Linked DNA regions of Mus musculus: all the other regions are linked to region 2. A link is a contact called in public HiCAR-type and HiChIP or PLAC-seq data. All regions are on one chromosome and are shown on one strand. Each heading gives the region's core, a stretch centred on a gene start, on an enhancer-like site or on the middle of the called end of the contact. The rest is flanking DNA. Distances are from core to core; before and after follow the strand shown.

The links. HiCAR-type assays count read pairs that join an accessible place to other places. HiChIP or PLAC-seq counts read pairs in DNA pulled down with a chosen protein or histone mark.
Region 1: a HiCAR-type map of astrocytes shows a contact between it and region 2, with 2.1 times the contacts expected there. The contact joins two enhancer-like sites. A contact is called at or near these places in 1 of 484 Hi-C or Micro-C datasets (nephron progenitors) and 3 of 115 datasets of contacts at active chromatin or transcription factors (astrocytes, embryonic stem cells and neural progenitor cells).
Region 3: a contact with region 2 is called in an H3K27ac HiChIP or PLAC-seq map of VIP interneurons, with 6 times the contacts expected there. The contact joins two enhancer-like sites. A contact is called at or near these places in 1 of 15 datasets of contacts at CTCF or cohesin (large pre-B cells), 5 of 484 Hi-C or Micro-C datasets (bone marrow-derived macrophages, cerebral cortex, cortical neurons and 2 more), 15 of 115 datasets of contacts at active chromatin or transcription factors (VIP interneurons, acute myeloid leukemia, astrocytes and 12 more) and 3 of 9 other capture datasets (adipose tissue, embryonic stem cells and liver).

The regions. Positions count from the first base shown.
Region 1 is chr3:104,317,858-104,321,674 of GRCm38.p6, reverse strand. No RefSeq gene overlaps it. Among named protein-coding and RNA genes, the nearest start is that of Gm5546, 41 kb to the left of the region's middle. Within about 2 kb of position 2,529, at least 61 of the 459 cell types and tissues checked have an H3K27ac peak or open chromatin away from gene starts, as enhancers often do. A contact at or near this core is called in astrocytes and neural progenitor cells, where this site is marked.
Region 2 is chr3:104,057,509-104,061,719 of GRCm38.p6, reverse strand. Magi3 (membrane associated guanylate kinase, WW and PDZ domain containing 3) reads left to right here. Exons shown (of 21, transcript NM_001159354.1): 7 at 31-88. Among named protein-coding and RNA genes, the nearest start is that of Phtf1os, 91 kb to the right of the region's middle. Within about 2 kb of position 2,384, at least 63 of the 459 cell types and tissues checked have an H3K27ac peak or open chromatin away from gene starts, as enhancers often do. A contact at or near this core is called in VIP interneurons, astrocytes, cerebral cortex and 6 more, where this site is marked.
Region 3 is chr3:104,440,569-104,444,350 of GRCm38.p6, reverse strand. No RefSeq gene overlaps it. Among named protein-coding and RNA genes, the nearest start is that of Gm38412, 33 kb to the right of the region's middle. Within about 2 kb of position 2,235, at least 210 of the 459 cell types and tissues checked have an H3K27ac peak or open chromatin away from gene starts, as enhancers often do. A contact at or near this core is called in VIP interneurons, astrocytes, cerebral cortex and 5 more, where this site is marked.

The sequences.
Region 1 (3,817 bases), core at 1,280-3,779, 260 kb before region 2:
AAGTGTTGACTCCACATGACTATTTTTAATGAGGTGTATAGCTTTTTTATTCATTTGGATTTCTTTTTACCTATATGATAAATCATAGCCTAGGTTGTGTAATCCTTTCCCAACGTCTTATAAACAACTTTCCCATTAATCCCATGGGTAAAGGGTACAGGCAGGAGAAGAAAGAGAAGGGAGAAAAAGAAACTCAATAGGAGACTTTAAAAAGTGATGATTCACCCAGCAGATTCCTGGTCTTTCAGCTTTCCTCAGCAGAAATGAGTGATGTCCTGGGACATGGAATTTTAAACATTAGTGGACATGTTTCAGTAGTCCAGTACAAAGCCATTAATTTCTTTGGCACTTTCAGTACTGCCTTGCTGTTAAGTGTTCCCAGTATGTTCAAGTTAATAGAAAATTTGCAAGCCAAGGATATTTTATGCCTGCATAACTCTAGTTAAAAGCAGTATTGGTCAATATTTAGAAAAGGTATGGACTATGTTTACACAGGTCCGATGCTTCAAAGATGATAATGTTCTTTTCCAACTATAATTGCTTTTTCTGTTCCTAGATTCCAATCTCTATGGTGATATCACACTCAAGGGTCCATTTCTACATGTAAATGGCATGTGATGAAATTGTATACATTTGCCTTTTATGCAGAAAAGAAAGAAAATAATGTGAGCACTCAATGCATTTCACTGCATTGACGATGACCAGGACAAACCATTTGTCTGGTAGAATATTATAACCTCACTCTCTTAAAATCAGAACTACAGGCTGAAGATAGATGCTCTCTTCTAGTAATGTCTCCCATTTTTACAGATGAGAAATCCATTAAGAGATGACCCCCACTGCTCTCCTGATAGCAAGTGACAGAAAGCAATTGACTTAAGCAACAATGGAATGTGTTGGTCTATGGAAACAAAACATCTGAGGGGTAAGCATGGTTTCAGATGAGGCTGATTTCATAGCTCAAATTCCACCTTACGTGGCCATCTTCCACCACTGTCTTGGCTTCCATCCCAGAATCTAAGTGCACAGAGCCCAACATGATGGCGCCAGCCCCAGCCTCCTACAGACCCACGTTTAACAGCATTCCATTGGTTCTAGTAGGGTCCTGTGACCCTCGTTAGTGAATGTCAGTGGCTCACAGTGGCTTAATGATGGTCACATGCCAACCACAGGACCCAGTTTCCATCCAAGCATCAGGGTGTGAAGAGAGGAGGGTTGTTGCCATAAGAAGAAAGAATAAATCTTAAAAACCAACAGTGGCCTTGCTACTTTAGGTGGTATTTAAGATTTTTAAATATTCTTATTCATGATGGGGAGTCTTCCTGTATCTCAGGAATTCCCCCATGGAGGGGGGGGGTTAGTTTGTGATTGTTTGAGGAAGCAGAATGAAGCCAAAGTGTTCCCCCATTTCTCTCTCTCTCTCTCTCTCTCTCTCTCTCTCTCTCTCTCGTCCATTATCCTCTTTGTCATCCCCAGCATTAGTTCAAATCTCTGCGGTGTCTCTCCTCTAGAACAAAATATTTAACAAATAGTTCTTCTAGATCTCTGTGAGGAGTGTTTAATGGAATGTGGGTTTCCCAATTGGATCCTGAACATTTCAGTTTATCTCTCTACATCCCTCGTATATTACACTGGCAATTTTGGTGACCTTAATTTGAGAACCTGACCTCCTTCCAAGGAGTTTGCATTGTTTGTTTATTTAGTGAAGTTGACTATTCATAGTTATTTGTTACCTGCCTGGTGGGCCAGAACCACAGAGAAATCGGAGTCTCTCTGCTTTGAGTGTGTCTATTCCTCTTGTTTCTCATTATTTTTTTAAGCTTCTCCAGAGTCTTTCAAAGTCCATTCCCCACCCACTTCCTTGTTATAGGTTAGCAGCCATTTCCCTTAACTGCATCTCTAGAATCTATTCAGCCACTTAGCGACATCCATTCACCAGGTGAAAATCGGCATTCTTCAATAACTACTGAGTATGCCTGTGTGACTGTGCATGCTAAGTATCAAGACGAGGGATTGGCACTGTGATATGCAGAGTGGTGTCAGGAAGTTATTCCCAGGAGTGGAGCACATTCCTGCTGCCAGCTAATCTCTCTCTTGCTATTCAGAGACTCTCACTTTGTTTAGCTGACGGTTCTGCTACACTTCTCAAAAATTTCACAGGCAGAGCTTCTATTCTGGATTATCCAAAATCAACTAAAAGGAAAAGGGGGAGGGCCACAGGCGTGGGTCTCTCTGGACTTTCCACAAACAGATCTCCATGTCTTATCATGCGACAAAAGCTTCTTCTAGAAGCATAAACAGGAGGGCAGAAATAACTGCTACTGTATCTATAAAATTTAAGTTTATCTGTTATCTGCTTTGACAAACCCCTCCAGCACTTGGTAGCTAAGAACAACAGCCGTTTTATCAGTTCATTATTCTGCAGGTCAGCAGCGAGGGCTAGATGCAGCTGGACATTCGGGGGCTGGTTTCATCAGAGCCATTCATGCGGCTGCAGGCAGCTGGCAACTCAGACGGGGCTGGAAGCCTACAATGCCTTTGCTCGTGTGGATGGGGGTTGGGGTGAGGGGGTTCTGGCTGGTGTCTAGGTTGTTCTCTCCAGCAGGCTGGCTTGTGTTTCTTCACCTACTGCCAGAAAGTTCTCAACAACAAGAACGAGTCAAGCTCAATTGGCAAGTCCGTGTCCAGCCCCTGCTTCTGTCAAATTTGATAATGATCCCATAGGCCAACTCAAGTGGCCAAGTCCAGAGCCAAGGTGGGAGGGAACAGCTCAAATATGTGAGGGTGGGAGACAGGATCTATTTGGGACTGTTACTGTTTTTTAAAAATCCATCATATATATTAAACACCAATATCCTTTCTTTTCTGAAAACAAGATCTACCAGGGAAGATTTAAGGGCAAACCTATTACCAGGAAGAAGACCTGTCAGAGAATTGTAGACACAGAGCAGAGACGTAACCTTTTTATAGACTTATTAGTGCCAAGAGAGCACTGTCTATGTGTTGAGGTATTACCCCAATTATAAAATCAAACCCACTGTAAAAATAGGAGTGTAGAGTTAGACAGGAGCAAGCCGCTCTGGTGTGCACAGTAGGGTGACTGTGCACAGTAGGGTGACTGCAGATAACAGCAATGCATAGTGTATTTCAAAGAGCTGGCAGAGAGAGTTTTGAATGTTTTCACCATAAATGTTAGGTGAGTAGACTGAAGTGTTTGCCCTCATTTAAACACTACACAACTCATATGTCTCAAAATGTTGTGTGGTACTCCATACATATATAAAGCTTACGTTTTTATGTGTCAGTTAAAATACTTGTGCATTAAAAAAAATAGAAGCCAATATGTACATAGACCTACCTAGATATTTAATATACAACTTCAATTAGGACTCTTCTGAAGGACTTAGGATACGAAGGGAGCAAGACGTATTGGCTTCAGTTAGTTCAATGGGTCATCCCAGCCCTAGAGTAGAGAGAATGCTAACAAGATGGTTCTCGTAAGTAACATTTCTAAATCACAGTTTTCAGCTCCTGGCTTAAGATTTGGACCACTCTGTGAGGTGGGTAGTAAATCTTATCTCCATCTTACAAACATGGACATTGAGGTTTAAAACACTTAGCTGGCTAGAGTTCACGTTGCTAATACAGAGGGCTGGGGTCTTGAACTCTGTCTACAGAGCCCCAGAGATTGTCTCCATCTTGAAATTTTTTTTCAACTGCTTTGGACAAAACAGTGATGCCCATGCTTTGCTGTTTCTGTCTAGCCAAGCACTCTCTGAGTGCACTAGAGTACTAATTCTCTCAGAAGGTTTTCTTC
Region 2 (4,211 bases), core at 1,135-3,634:
CTCACTGATTACTTTTTTCTTTATTTACAGAGCTTCCCTATGGCTGGGAGAAAATAGAGGACCCTCAGTATGGAACATACTACGTTGAGTAAGTTGGTTATTTGAGTTAATAGTCTCCCAAATGCTTTCCTTTACCATACAGATCTAGGGAATTCTAAATATGGCACTTTATGTTTCTGCAACCTGATTTGCTGGTTATTTTAACTAGAGGAAGGAACACTTTTTGTGCTGACTTTTAGCTTTCGAGAAGCTGTCGTTGGGTTTCTCAATACAGAATATAAGAGAAAGGCCAGACCATAGCACATGCCTGTCCTCCCAGTACTCCAGAGGGTGAAGGAGATTACTTGAGTCAGGGTTTCAAGATGAGCCTAAGAATGTAGAAAGACCCATCTCAAAGGGAAGAAGAGAAGGGAGGAGGAACAAGGAAGAGTAGGATGGAGAGAGCAGTAAAGGAACAGAAAAACTGGTGAAGACTAATGGCTGGAGTAGCTATCCTCGCTACTGCATTCTTCATAGAGGAAGGCATGGACCCTGGGTGAATGAACTCCCATGGTACTACTTTGTATACTTCCAAAAGCAATTAAAAGACCTTAAGGTCATTGTGATACACTAATTCAAAGTTTAGAGGTATATACTTAAAGGTATACTCTCTTTTAAGGAGATCTAGAAAGTGTAGTGTTCTTTCAAGGAGTGAAGATTGCTTCTAATGTGGCTGTTTAAACAGACAGGAACTGTATATAACAGACAGGAACTGTATATAACAGACAGGAACTGTATATAACAGATAGGAACTGTATATAACAGATAGGAACACCATTCAGTTGTCAGTGGTCATCTTTACTTCTAAGCTTTCTTTCCCCTTATCTGATTGCTACATTGTTCAGACCACCGGAATTGCCTACTTTATGGATGCTGCAGATACAATTTTAACCTTGAGTGTTGATGCAGGAAATTTTATATTAAAAACTTCAGTGTTACCTAGAAATTTGGAGGAATGAGGGTTCTCTTTTTTTTCTCCCAACCATAAGGAAGCTCTGTAAATAAAAGTGAATTTACCTTATGTTGTACACTGTGAACTCCGAAATTGTGTTATTTCCTGGGGGGAAAAATATTTTTAGTTGTAGTGTGGCTCAGCCTTAGTACACACTTTTATTCCAAGAACTTTCAGCTTGAATATTGTAAACAGGATTAAATAAAGTCAACCATAGGGCAAAAGGCAAAAGGCAGAGCAAGCAACCAGTGAACATAGTATTATTGAGGAAAAAAAAAAAAAAACCAGAGAGTACAAGGGATTTAGGAGAATGGACGGAGAGGTGCACAGCAAGTGGAAGGTAGGGACATTCCATTTGAAGGGGGTTTTCTGAGACCATGTGAGAAAAGTGATTCATTCTGGGACTTGTGCTCAGAAAGAAGATCAGCTAGATGCTTTCTCTGCCTCCCTGAGCTAGCAGGCCTTCACCCTAGTATCTGGGTCCTGAGTCTTTATTAGTGAAATCAAACAATTGAGATTTTGTTAGGGAAAAGAAAACAACCTTATTTAACTAATGCTTGAGAGTTAAAAAGCGGGGGGTACATTTTTCAGAGAATACACACAGTTAAACTTTCAATGACTTCATTAGCCAAGTGTATCTCAGTTGGTAATTAGGATACAAGAATAAGAACTAATATTAACAACCTTATTTGCAGAAGCAAAATCATACTATTACCTGGAAATCTAATTTTATGATTAATTGTCAATACCATTAATTGTAAACCAATACCATTTCCTGGTAATTATCCCTAAAGTAAATATCTTTGACTCCCACTGTGGTCTGTAATATGTAGGTTGTTTGAAGTAACTTCTTAAAAGCCAGTGTGTATCCTAAAGAACTCAAAGTTATCTGAGGGTATTTAATGTGCCACTTTGCTTCCAATGTTTTGCTTCCTTTGAAAATCTACTAATTTTGTTTCTATTGTGTTATTTAATACACTGCTAATTGTAGTATGATATGCAAAGTACTCAGCAGCTCTTCTGGTATTTTTATTTTCCCTGAGGCATGTGTAGCTGAAGGAAGAAACTGGTTTTGTTGTTGATTTTTCAAGTCAGAGACAGATTTGGAGGCTGACTGAAAGGGCTGTGTGGGGCTTTTCTTCCCCTTGCAGTTTAGCCTGTTTAAACTGGGCTTCAATCAACTATTATCTGCCAGGGACACTGCTGAACATTTCTGAGACAATGACTCTCATTATTTCCCATTCCAAGTGAATTTGAATACATGGTCAGGAGGTGAAAGTCATTTGCCTGTTATAAAATCTCTAGCTGAATGACCTGGTTCCCATTAAGCAAGAATACAGCACTGAAGCAGCTTTAAGGCACACCCTGAAGTGACCCACTCTGCGTTGTCATGGAGGTGTGTGAAACCAGCTAAGTAAGATACAAGTGGCAGCGCACGGCTGATCTCAGAACGAGCTCATTTACAGGAGGATAATTCATTAGCTTTAGAAGAACAGACTGTACTCAAGATGCACACTAGCGTGGAGTCCGCTGTGCTACAGAGTGTGGCTTCAATCCCAAATTAACTGGGTTTTGAATTTCAACTGTGGTAATCTGCAGTGAGTTTACTGGTGGAGATAAAGAGCTGTTACTTGAATGGCTATTCTTTGGCTCTCTTAGATTGTCAGACCAGATGGCACCATGATTGCTTTTGGCAGGAATCTTGTAGTAGTAACACTAGCTGCAGTGGCGGTTTTTCGGTCTTCTTTTTTTAGGAGGGTGGAGGGGGGTATCTTTAAAAAGAAAATTGTTCTAAAATGTAATGGCAGGCCTCCTATATAAATATTTCATTTAAAAAGTTTTCACTTAAAAAAAAAGCCACAGCATGCTTAAAAGGTTAAACAACAACTCACAGTAGACTATTTTCGTCTTCCACCATGTTAGTCCCTGGGATCAGTGGCAAGCACCTTTACCAACTGAGCTGTCTCAGGAGACAAGAAATATTTTCATATTGTCCTAGTTGTATTGCATTAAGAATTGTAATGCCCCTACGCAACAATCAAAATATATGTCTGATTTCATATCTTAATATTCTTCATGAATTTGTTGAGATAAATTTTTAAAATCTAGGTATTAAACACAAAATTGTAATGCAGATGACATTGCAAGTTATATATTAGGTATTTAATCATGCTTATCTAGCTGCCTTCCAAACATTTTAGTGACTTTTTAGTGAATATTCTCCTCCCATACGTAGGAAGTTCTTTACTTAAAGGGTGTCCTTACTCCATGGTTAGAGAAATAAATCCATTCATCTTAATATGTGCTTATAAATAACAAAGTAAAGAGTACTTCACTGACTTTTTCTATATGGAGGGTTAGCTTTTTAACATTGTGTAATATAGTAGATGCAATGGATTTCTCCATTAAATCTTACATTTTTTTATCTAAGAACTTTCACTTGCATGTCTCTACTCTCTTCTTGCACATATCACAAAGGATAGAAATACAAATCACTATTTTGTTGTTGTTCTAAACTCAGTGTGGCAAAATGAGTCATTCTAGCTAATGATATAAAAGCCAGCCAGAGCTCTTCCCTGCTCAGGACTATTTCCTTCTAAGTACTAATCTTTAGGGTTTTTTTTTTTCTTAAGAATGTTAAGATTTTCATCTGTTGAAAGTTAATATGTACTAGAGTGGGGCTGGATCAATGGTTCATGAGTTGAGAGCATGAACTATATTAGCAGCTGCCTATAACCCAAGCTCCATGAGCTCCAGTGCTCTCTTCTGACCTCCAAGGGCACCAGCACGCATGTGACGCACACTAGACACATAATGTTCATAAGACAAAAAGCAGTAACATCCTTGGCTATGACAGTTGCTTGTTTTACTATGTTCCTCCTTTCCTTATTTTTGCCATTAGTAGCACATGAAGCAAAGGAAACATTATTTGCATCCCTGTTTATATAGATATAGATTGTATACTAATTGATCTATATAAAGGTAATCATATCCTGAAATTTTCATGCTTTGATATTTAATTGTTGGTGTTTGGTAATTTCATTTCATGTTAAAGCAGATTTTAGTGCAAAACATCATTTGGCTAAAATATCTTTGCACTGTTACATGGTAGAATGTGATCACATTAGCCTCTGAATTATGCCTCATCATAGTTTAAAACATCATTTTTAGTTTTCATTCTTTTGCCACAGCACAGTTCTTAAGTTACTGTCATTTAAGT
Region 3 (3,782 bases), core at 986-3,485, 380 kb before region 2:
AACTCCCGCAGTGCTCCGTGGCAAACTGAACTGCTTCTCAGAATATTCTCTTCAGTACGTAGCATGCTGGCTTTGTTCCAAGGTGGCATCTTGGAAGACCACAGATATTCTGGAGCCAGAATGCTTGAGTTCACATCATGGCTACTGGTATTTTAGGCTAAATTACTAAATTTCTTTTAACCTTTGTTTTCTTTTCTGCAGGACAGTAATGATAACCCTCATTCTACAAGGTCACTGTGGACACCAATGAACTCATTTCTACTAGGATAGCAAACACATTGGCATTTTGTTGGTTTGTTTGTGTGTTTGTCTAGTAGGATCTTAGCAGTCCAGGTTGCCTTGCATTCACAATTTTCCCTCCTCAGGCTTACAATCATGTGCTACTATACCCTAGCTCAGCTTTTGTAAGTCTAATTTTGGAGGGGAGAGGGTTCGTGGATAAATGACATTGTTTTCTTTGTGTTCTTCACCCAACCAGTAGGCTACATGTTGTTCCCCAGGTGGGTGGGTGACCGTTTTATCTTATAATAAGTTCAACCATGACTCTTGTTGGAACTGTTGGTCTGGAGAGTAACAGCAGCGACTGCATTAAGATGTGGGCACCTTTGTGGGCACCCAGGCACTGCATACTGCTGCTCTGATAACCAGAGCTTGCCTTGGTTCATGGCTTGTTCTCTGGTTGTGCTTGGGTATCACCCATCTGTATGCCTTCTTTGAGAACTGTCTGCCCAGTCGGTTAGCTTGTTTTCTGCTGGGTGATCTGTTTTCCTGGTGTTTAATTTGCCCAGTTCTGTATATATAAAGATGTGTAGCAGGCAAAGATTTTCTTACCATTCTCTAGGCGCTGGTGCTTGTTTTCTTTGCTGGACAGGAACGTCTTAGTTTCCTATACGTCTAGTTGTTGGTTGTTGGCAATGTGTGCTGTACAGTTGGAGCACTGTTGAGAAAGTTTCTTCTATGCCTGTGTCCTGAAGTGTTTTGCTTCAGGTCTGGCTCTAAGATCCACTTTGAGTTGATTTTGCACAGGGTTGGAGACGGGGGTCTTAGTCTTTCCTCTCCTTGTGGAAATCGTTTTCTCAGCACAGGTGTTTAGAGGTCTCTTTCCTCCAGTGTATGTTTTTGATACCTTTGTCCAAAGATAGAGAACTGTAGCTTTGTGGGGTGACTTCTGGGACCTCTGTTTGAGCCCCTTGATTGCCAGGGCCACTTTTTGAGCTAGTAACATGCTGTTTTTGTTACCATGATGCTGTAATATGGTTTGATATGGAATATTCCTGATAACTCTAGCATTTTCCACTTTCTGATAAGGATTTGCTTGAGATGTCAGGGTCTTTTGTCCTTGTAGGAAGCTAAACTGCTGGCCTACCAAAAGAATAAGTATAAAATTCTGAAAAAGAAAGCCCCCCCTTTCTCTGTGTTGTTTTGCTTGCTTGGTTACTTGCCTCCCTACCCAAAACAAAAAACAAACAAAACAAAACAAAAAAAAAAACCAAAAAACAAAAAAGGCAAAACAAGACAAAACCTTTCTCAGTTTGGAAGCCTGGTCCCCTTTTCTTTATGTTGAATACTCCCTATTTCCTGGGTCCATCTAGCTTAGAATTTCTTCAGGCTAAAATAACTTGGAGCTCAATTTAAACAATTATTTTTGTAGTCCCCGCCCCCCCCCCCCCCCCAGCCCCCAGCTACTTGTTGAGTAATCCAGGGTGTGTGTTCATGCCCAGGGCCAGGCAGCTGATTAAAAAACCTCTGCAGCATCCCAGGCTCTCCCGAGAAGGGGCCGGCTCACTGCCAAGCTCTCTACACAAGTTAGTCTAACCTGAATTTTGCAGTAGGGGGATGAAGAGGTTGGAATCCGAGATGCAGGGCAAACTGCAGTTTTCCCCTCACGTGTGCTCTTCAGATCCAGATATTAGAATTTAAGAAAGGCAGTGACAAGATCACTGTGGCTCTAATCCTGTCCCTTTAAGAAGCCTGTCATTTAACTCTTGAATACCCCATCAGCAATAGATAAAGGGCGGGTGAAGAAACTGTTGAGGCTCTTTCAAAAGGCGCCTTTTTGTTCCAAGGCATCTTCTTGTTTCCTTCTGTGGAGGCTCTACTACACAGCGGTTTGAACGAGAACTGGCCTCCAGGTGGCGCTTCAGCACAGAGAATGGCGGCAGAGGGCGCTACCCAGGCCACCATTGCTCAGGGATACCCTTACGTAAGGGGATTCACAGGAAATCCGGCTTCTCCGGTTGCACAATGGCGAGAGGCCTGGCCTTTGTCATGGCTCAGGCTGTAACTCAAAATCTGTACGGGGCGGTGCATGGCTCAAAAGTTCTAGAACGCTGCCAGGATGAAGCCCAGGGCAGCTTGGCCTGTTGGGAGGGAGAGGCCAGAGCTCCAGGCTTTGTCCTCGGAGGCCGGAGTCTTGTTCTGGGCTCCTAGCCCAGGATGAGCTCGCAGCTTGGCCCTCAGAGGTCTTCATTTTGATCCAAGGCTGCAGTCTTGCCCGTGTCCTCTCTCTTCCTTGAATCGTTTCCCTTCCCCCTCCTCTTCTCACCCTCTCTCCACACCCCATTCTCACCTTATGCTTTTTTACAAATTGATTGTCCTGTGTGATCTCATTTGCAGCTCCCACTTCCAGGGTAAAGGAGCAGGTTTGGGGCCATCCCTCAGTCCACGGAGAAGGTCCCTCCCATGCTTGTCACCACTAGCAAATACTGAGCGGCTTGGGCAAACATTGAATTCAACTTGGTGGTTCGAGAGCTTGGCACTGAGGAGTGCTCAGAACCATTTCCAGCATGAAGAAATATTTACAGACGGAAGCTGGGTGGAAGAGCAGTGTGTCCCAGGACTGCATTCTAGAGGTCAGGACCCCAGATACTAGAGCCACCGCGAAGCACTAGTTACAGCAGTTAATGTCTAAAGGGAGAAGAACAGCGGCACGCAGAAACCCGGGGACCCAGTCTCGGTGCTTGGCAGACACTATGAAACTTCTCCAGGTTCGGCCCTGGAGTACCTGTCTATAAGGGGACAAGTGACAATATGGTCGAAACAGAATGAATGGTGTGTATGAGAGCTCGTTTAAAGCATGGGGTGGATAGGCATTCTGACTTATCAAAAGCCGCCTTTCCTCACTGAGAATGCCCTGGGGCAGGGAGTGTCCTTGTAGCTTTTACCTATTCTGCCCCCATTGGATATCCGGCCAGCCCTTTCCTTGGTTTTTGTTTGAATGTGCGTGCTTCAGGCATTTGGGACTTGAGGCAGACTGACTAACTCGGTTCCAGTCCCAACTCTACCTTTTACTTGCTGGCTGGTGCTGCATGGGTCATTTAGCCCCTTTATGCCTGCTTCATATCTGTTTGAGTGGTAATATGATAACAACAGTATTAACTACAATTTTAGGAGCTGATACACAGACAAATGTGTGTGTGCGCGCAGGCGACCACTGAGGCCCCTCCCCATGTCTCAGCTGTCTCTCTCTAGTTATCCTGTACTGGAGAACTGGTTTGGTTCACACTGGGGTGGGTGTGGGGGGGTCTCATCAAAATTGTGTAAGATTCCCTCAGATCAGCTGCCAGACTCTTGGCTCTCTCCCATTCAGTTACAACGTTCTCATGGTCTAAGTGAGAGAGGAAACCACTAGAAACAGATGGGTTTTGTGTTGTTTTTCTGACAGAGGCACTGGCATCTTCATCTTCAGCCTCTCCAGGGGTCCAGCGGAGTTACTATAGTGTATGGCAGTTGTTCCGTACAAACTCGAGGCAGACAGGAAGGAAGGGACCTTGCGGATGATC